Regions from separate parts of the Mus musculus genome. Here region 1 is linked to region 2. The links are chromatin contacts, called in public Hi-C maps. All regions are on one chromosome and are shown on one strand. The core of a region is the stretch at or near the end of the contact, and the rest is flanking DNA. Distances in the headings are between cores, read along the strand shown. Region 1 holds the start of Flt3 (FMS-like tyrosine kinase 3). Region 2 overlaps Flt3 (FMS-like tyrosine kinase 3).

What was found. A called contact is a pair of places that touch in the nucleus more often than the background predicts.
Region 1: a contact with region 2 is called in a Hi-C map of B cells, with 2.3 times the contacts expected there. The contact joins the promoter of Flt3 here to the enhancer-like site in region 2. A contact is called at or near these places in 5 of 39 promoter capture datasets (the C10 cell line, embryonic stem cells, pre-B cells and 1 more), 2 of 15 datasets of contacts at CTCF or cohesin (CD8 T cells and pro-B cells), 38 of 484 Hi-C or Micro-C datasets (B cells, the BV-2 cell line, the Ba/F3 cell line and 25 more), 11 of 115 datasets of contacts at active chromatin or transcription factors (the 230-238 cell line, the HPC-7 cell line, the SCID.adh cell line and 7 more) and 3 of 9 other capture datasets (adipose tissue, liver and pancreatic islet).

What each region holds. Positions count from the first base shown.
Region 1 is chr5:147,399,046-147,402,377 of GRCm38.p6, reverse strand. It overlaps Flt3 (FMS-like tyrosine kinase 3), which reads left to right and starts at 1,889. Exons shown (of 24, transcript NM_010229.2): 1 at 1,889-2,158. The coding sequence starts at 2,113. Gm26597 (predicted gene, 26597) reads right to left here and starts at 2,824. Exons shown (of 2, transcript NR_165432.1): 1 at 2,479-2,824; 2 at 459-1,591.
Region 2 is chr5:147,339,799-147,343,062 of GRCm38.p6, reverse strand. It overlaps Flt3 (FMS-like tyrosine kinase 3), which reads left to right. Exons shown (of 24, transcript NM_010229.2): 20 at 1,728-1,850. Among named protein-coding and RNA genes, the nearest start is that of Urad, 19 kb to the right of the region's middle. Within about 2 kb of position 1,857, at least 83 of the 459 cell types and tissues checked have an H3K27ac peak or open chromatin away from gene starts, as enhancers often do. A contact at or near this core is called in the 230-238 cell line, B cells, CD8 T cells and 11 more, where this site is marked.

The DNA.
Region 1 (3,332 bases), core at 640-3,139, 59 kb before region 2:
TGCTTATAAGAGATTCTATCGGAGCTGGGGGTGTAGCTCAGTAGTAAGAGTGCTCTGGGTTCTGGGGTCCTCATGGTTGTATGGCAAGCTCTTTACTGACTCAGCCATCTCCCTACTTCCACTTTCCTTTTTTTTTTTTTTTTTTTTTTTTTGGTTTTTCGAGACAGGGTTTCTCTGCATAGCTTTCGCTGTCCTGGAGCTCACTTTGTAGACCAGGCTGGCCTTGAACTCAGAAATCCGCCTGCCTCTGCCTCCCCAGTGCTGGGATTAAAGGTGTGCGCCACCACGCCCGGCCCTTTTTTTTAAGATAGGGTCTTGCTATGTAGCCCAGGCTGACTAATGCTCTACCTGCCTCCGCCTCATGGCATTATGGGTGTATAGCAACAAACCCAGCTCTAGAAATTTTTTTAAGTCAATTATTGTAATTGCAAATGTACCAGGACTGGAAGATCTTAGCGTTGGTGTCTTCTCTTTCCATTTTATTAAAGGGGAAAGCCTAAAAGCAAACTAAGCAAACAAAAACCTGGTTTGAAGAAGTGATCTCCCAAGTGAAGGCTGGCCTCTGAGAACTGTCCTGGGATGGGCTGGACCTAAGCTTTGTCTTCTGGTTCCAGATGAATAACCGATAACCACAGATACACATCTCAGCAGCCTGAGCACCACATGTCTCGGAGAGTGAACTCTCCACACCTGGAAGGTTTTGGGTCTGTGTTTCTTTTTCTTTCCCTTTTTCTTTTTCTTCTTCTTTTTCTTTTACTTTTTTTCTTGCTGATGATATAACCCCGGGCCTTGCAAGAGCTAAGCTAGCAATCTACCGGTGAGCTACATCTCTAGCCCCACAAAGCTATCAGATGATTAAAAAAAAAAAAAGATCCATGAATAGGCTGGAGAGGTAGCTGTGTGGGAATTGCCCTCCCTATTAAAGATGAAATGTGCTGCTTTACATATGTATATTTCTCCGTCTGGCCGCTGATCAGTGGACAGTCTCACTGTGGTGTGCAGGAATGTTGGAATGTTTCTTCATGCTCCTGTTGCAATTCCAGAAGTGGAATCCATGCGTCGGGCACCTGACCTTAAAATGCCTAAAGCACCAAGCCCATGTCATTTTCCACAGTGGCTGCCCGGAGGACGTCACTTTGAAGTTTCCCCTAGCGGGAAGGCTGATAGTGCTGTGGACTGAGTGGAGGAGAAACAGTGTTGTTAGTGTGCTTGTATGCTCTCAGGGGTCATGCCTGAAGAGAAAAACGATGAAAAGAATGAGGAGCGGAGGACTGCTGTGATGGAGCGATATTACTGACGTCATTATGGGGAGAGAACTAGGACACAGAGGACAAATGGCTCAGGAGGGTTCCTTCATGGGGAAGCCAGGGCTGCTATCCTGTGCTTTCAATATTCAGCTTGATGCACGGGAAATAATTGTTACCTAGAGACACTATGAGACTAAAAGCCAGAACTAGGAGGTGACAACTCCAAACATCCTTTGAGGTGCACGGTCTAATTTGTTTGGGTGTCTGTTTAACCTCTCTAATTTATTGACCTTGAAACCGCGTCTGCTTTTCTGGGTCGGAGGTGGATGGGAATCTTGGACATCCTATAAGAAAGGACAGGGAGACAAAGAAAATCAGTCCACAATGCAGATCTACCAGATGTGGAATAAAACTCACGGGGTTACCAGTGTATGGCACCGATTCAGTGCCCATCACGGGACATCAAAGATCCCCGCGCATGAAGAAGGAGGTCTGTGTGTCACCACTCTTCTCACCCTTAGGAGTTTAAAGCAGAGGTCCGGGGACTCAACCACGGAGTCCAGGCAACTTCCCCAGCCGAACCGCACCCAGTCTCCCCTGCCGCAGTCCCGGTGCCAGGAGCGCAGGCTGGGGACCACGGCGGGCACGTGGGATCGGCTGCAGCACTGCGCCAGTTCAGCCCGCCTAGCAGCGAGCGGCCGCGGCCTCTGGAGAGAGGTTCCTCCCCCTCTGCTCTGCACCAGTCCGAGGGAATCTGTGGTCAGTGACGCGCATCCTTCAGCGAGCCACCTGCAGCCCGGGGCGCGCCGCTGGGACCGCATCACAGGCTGGGCCGGCGGCCTGGCTACCGCGCGCTCCGGAGGCCATGCGGGCGTTGGCGCAGCGCAGCGACCGGCGGCTGCTGCTGCTTGGTAAGGCCCCTCACCCCCTCTGCACCCCGGCCGAGCGCGCATCACTCCCTCATACCCACCGCGCGCTCCCCTCGCCGCCGCATCACTCCCCTCTTTCACGTCCCCCCTTTCAAGCGGTGAACTTGGCTTTGGTTTGCCCACCCCTGCCCTCACCCTCCTCCGCAGCGCTCCTCTGCAGCTCAGTCCCCAGGCCACCGCGCCTGGGCTTGGGCTTGGATGCTCCGTCAGCCTCTGAGAGTCTTCTTCAGCAGCGCAGGTGGCCCGAGACTCCCTGACCCGACCTCTGGGTACTATAGATTCTCGAGCCGGTGCGTTCTCACCTCTTTGAGATGTAGGCTGACAGAGCAAACTAATGGGAAAACTGCGAGCATCCTCTGCTAGAGCGGTCATCCCTGCTAACGACCCCCACCTGTACCAATTTTCGCTTCACTCAGTGGCTAGTTACTTTGGAAATACTATGCAAAACAGATTTATAAATTTAAAAACTAGCTACCCTTCCCCTCTCCATACTTTTCTTATTTTAGGATTAAACCCTAGTGACACTTTCAAGGACTCCTAGGACTACTCTCCCAAGTTGCCTGTTCGGGTAGAAGCATAGCTGTGATTGAAAATAGTAACTAACTATAGGGGGGAAAGTCCCCATTCTGCCCAGTTCTAATCGGTCTCGCGTCAGCTTTCTGTTTGGGAAGACAAGGGGGTTGGATTGAGTTGGAGTTGGAGACAGTTCTAGAAGTCGGGGGTGGGGGTGGGGGGAGATCAGGCCCTGCCCTAGTTTTGCAGCCTTCTGAGGCACTCCTGGCTTGGCCTCAGTCTGCCCAGTGGCCTATTTCCCCTTCATTTCCAACATTTAGGATTCTGGCTTGAACCTTCCGTGACAAATAGAGAAAACATTTTGCAACATTAAATGAGCAGAAACGGTTTCCAATTACTTTAAAAAAAAAGATGATAAAATTAAAAAATGTAGGCTATAAAGGAAAAGGATGGGGAGAACGCTGTACCTTTCTTAAGCGAGTTGATGCACAGGGACATCTCAAACGCATGGCGTGGCGTGCTTTTCTTTTCAGGCTCTATTAATGCAAAATGGTTAGCTTTGGCTGTGTATGAGATTAGATTAGTGACTTTCCCATAGCAGAGATGATTTTTCTAAAGGGCTAAAGGGTTCTAGGGAAGTAAC
Region 2 (3,264 bases), core at 608-3,107:
AATCCAGAAATTCTCTGTCCCCCGTGCTGCCGAGCCGCAATGACCAGTTTAGATAATCCAGCACAGTTTGTTCATGTTCTCTAATTACAGCAGGCCTTTTTATTTTTACTCTTAGGTGTGTTATGACATGGACTTTTGAAGAGCATCCAGTTTTTTTTTTTTAAGATTTATTTATTATTATATCTAAGTACACTGTAACTGTCTTCAGACGCACCAGAAGAGGGCATCAGATCTCATGGATGAGATGTGAGCCACCATGTGGTTGTTGGGATTTGAACTCAGGATCTTTGGAAGAGCAGTCAGTGCTCTTAACCACTGAACCATCTCTCCAGCCCCGGGCATCCAGTTTTTAGACGGTTTGTCTTCACTGCAGCCTTCTGCTCCAATCATGCCAAGCACTGTGCTCTTCCCCACTCTGTGACTGTGTCACACATTTGTGTGGCTCCATGCGACACTGTGCTGGGGCAGAAAACCAATGAGGATGTGACTTCAGGGCCCACAGGTTTTATGTTTCTAGGAGAAAGACAAGCAGACCTATACATCAGATCAGTGTCTTGTGATTGATACTGTCACTAAAGTTAGCATGGCTACCCCAAGGAAAAAGGGGTGAGGAACAGGCAAGAGAGCAAGAGAGCCTCCCTCGGATGGAATCCAGAGGGAGAGGGACTAGTCAAAGCCAGTCCAGGCTGGGCAGCCTTCTTGCTGGTCAGAAGGAGCCTTCCCAGAGCAGCTGGGAAGAATACGGGCAGGGCAGGTAGTCAGGAGGACATGATGGGGATGGGGACAGACATCTAGGAGATGCCACATGAAGAAAGCCAGACTTGGAGAAGGAGGGCAGGAGTCACGGCACAGACATTCCTGTTTTTATAGGCTTTGTTCTTTTAAAGGCTGAGGAGAGCGTAGTGGACCCCCATGGACACCATGTGCTCTCTTACAGAGTTCATTCCCTTCAGAGACTCTGGGCTCTACTCTCATGTACTCCTCGAAACTCATCGTTATCTTCTGTCTGTCTGTCTGCCCCCTGTACCCTGTATGTGCATGTGAAAGCAAGTGTGTGTGTGTGTGTGTGTGTGTGTGTGTGTGTGTGTGTGTGTGTGTATGAGAATGTGGGGCCCATGTACCGTAGTGTGTGTGCAGAAGTCAGAGGACAAACTGTGGGAGTTAATTCTTCCACTGTGGGACCCAGGAATCGAACTCAGGACATCAGGGTTACATGGTTAATGCGTTTTCTCACTGAGCTATCATCTCTTTGGTCCCCCCAAACTCACTTCTTCTGAATGCTTTCTTCAATCTTAATCTATTTATTCATTTAGAGACACGACCTCTATGTGTAGTCCAGGCTGGCCTCAAACTTAGAAATCCTCCTGCCTCAGCCTCTCCAGTGCTGCGATTATGGATCTGCACCACTAGGCCTGTCAGATATGATGCACTTTTATTCTGAAAGCCAGTTCTTTATCCAAAAGGGATTCTGTTCTCGCACGCACACACGCACGCACAGGAAGCCGGCTGTTAGAAGCGTCTCTGGAGCTAGGCGAAGGCCCCCTTTGGCACTTCTTTGGCTCATAGCTCCAGGGATGCCTCAGATGACTGCAGCTGAGTTAACTTAGGACTCAGCCAGTGTTCTCGGGATGTATGACAGTCATGGGTCTCTGTCCTCTGTAACTGTTGTGAGTCTCTCTCTGAAGGTGTAAGTCACAGACCATGTCATTCAAGCCTCTCTCTTCCAGTGTGTCCACAGAGACCTGGCAGCCAGGAATGTGTTGGTCACCCACGGGAAGGTGGTGAAGATCTGTGACTTTGGACTGGCCCGAGACATCCTGAGCGACTCCAGCTACGTCGTCAGGGGCAACGTGAGCCGTTTGCTTTTTGTCACGAGTACAGGAAACACCTGCACTCTCTGTGATGCGTTTTTGATTTATGGTGACACCAAGGGGAGAAAAAAAAAACTCCCAGTGCTTCACTTCTTTAGGCTGAAAAGATTGTTTTGTGCTCACTAAGAGCTAAGCAAAATAGCCACGCATCTCTGGGGGGCTGGCCACTCAGAACAGATCCATTAGGGGTTGGCATGAGATCTTCACCTGAAAAAAAAAATGCCCTTACTCAGACCTGTTTCGGTTTCCTTAGCTATAAAGTGGCTTTATATGTGTTTTATGTTTCCGATCATGAGACAAGCTAGCATGTATAAAAAGCTTTTTGTTTTTTTTTTTTCTGAACAGGCAGCACACAGGTATTCACTATAAAGTTTAAAGGTGCTGTAGTTAACTGGTAGCGTTTGTTACCCTGTTACTATATGAAGAGTTCAGGAAGACTCCAAATACAACATAACTGACATGTGTTCGTTCAAAGAGAATGTGAGGGGGCCAGAGAGATGGCTCAGTGGTTAAGAGCATAGAGTGCTTTTCCAGGGGACCCAAGTTTGATACCCAGCACCCACGGCAGGATGCTCGCAAGCATCTATAACTCCAGCTCCAAGGAATCTAGTGCCTCTGGCCTCTTTGGACATGTGTGCTCATGTGCACATACTTACACATAAGTGAAAATCAATTCAAAGTATGATGAGGCAAAAAATGAATGTTTAAGAAGGGAAGAAAGAGAGAGAGAAAGAAAGATAGACAGAAAATGATAGATAGATAAACAGACAAATGATTGATAGATAAACAGACAGAAGACATATAGACAATGATAGACAGACAGATAGACAGTGAGATGTCTCAGCAGGTAAAGGTAGTTGCTACCAAGCCTGAGGGCTGGAGTTGCCCCCCAAAAACACATGGTGGAAAAACTGGAATGGTATAAGTTGACCTCTGACCTTCACCTGTGTGCCGAGCATGCACCCTCCCCCAGCGCCCACACACATGCACAGGAATAAAAACATAATTATTCTTCTTTTCATTTTTCAAGACAGGGTTTCTCTGTGTAGCCCTGGCTGTCCTGGAACTCACTCTGTAGACCAGGCTGGCCTCGGAACTCAGACAGAGATCTGCCTGCCTCTGCCTCTGCCTCTGCCTCTGGAGCACTGGGGCTAAGGATGTGCGCTGCCACCATGTCCCCCTGGCATCAAATTTTTAAAGAAAGAAAGAATGAAATGAACAGTAAGGGCTGAAGAGCTCAGGCGTAGAGCTCTGGCCTGGCCTTCGCGAGGCTTTGGTTCAAGCCTCAGAATGAGGAAGAAAAAGAAGGAATTAGGACACCTTGGTGCAAGTCCCCCTGGTGCTGTGTGTTCAGCCAGTGCTGGGGGAGGGGGGCAGGGGGGAGGGGGAGGGG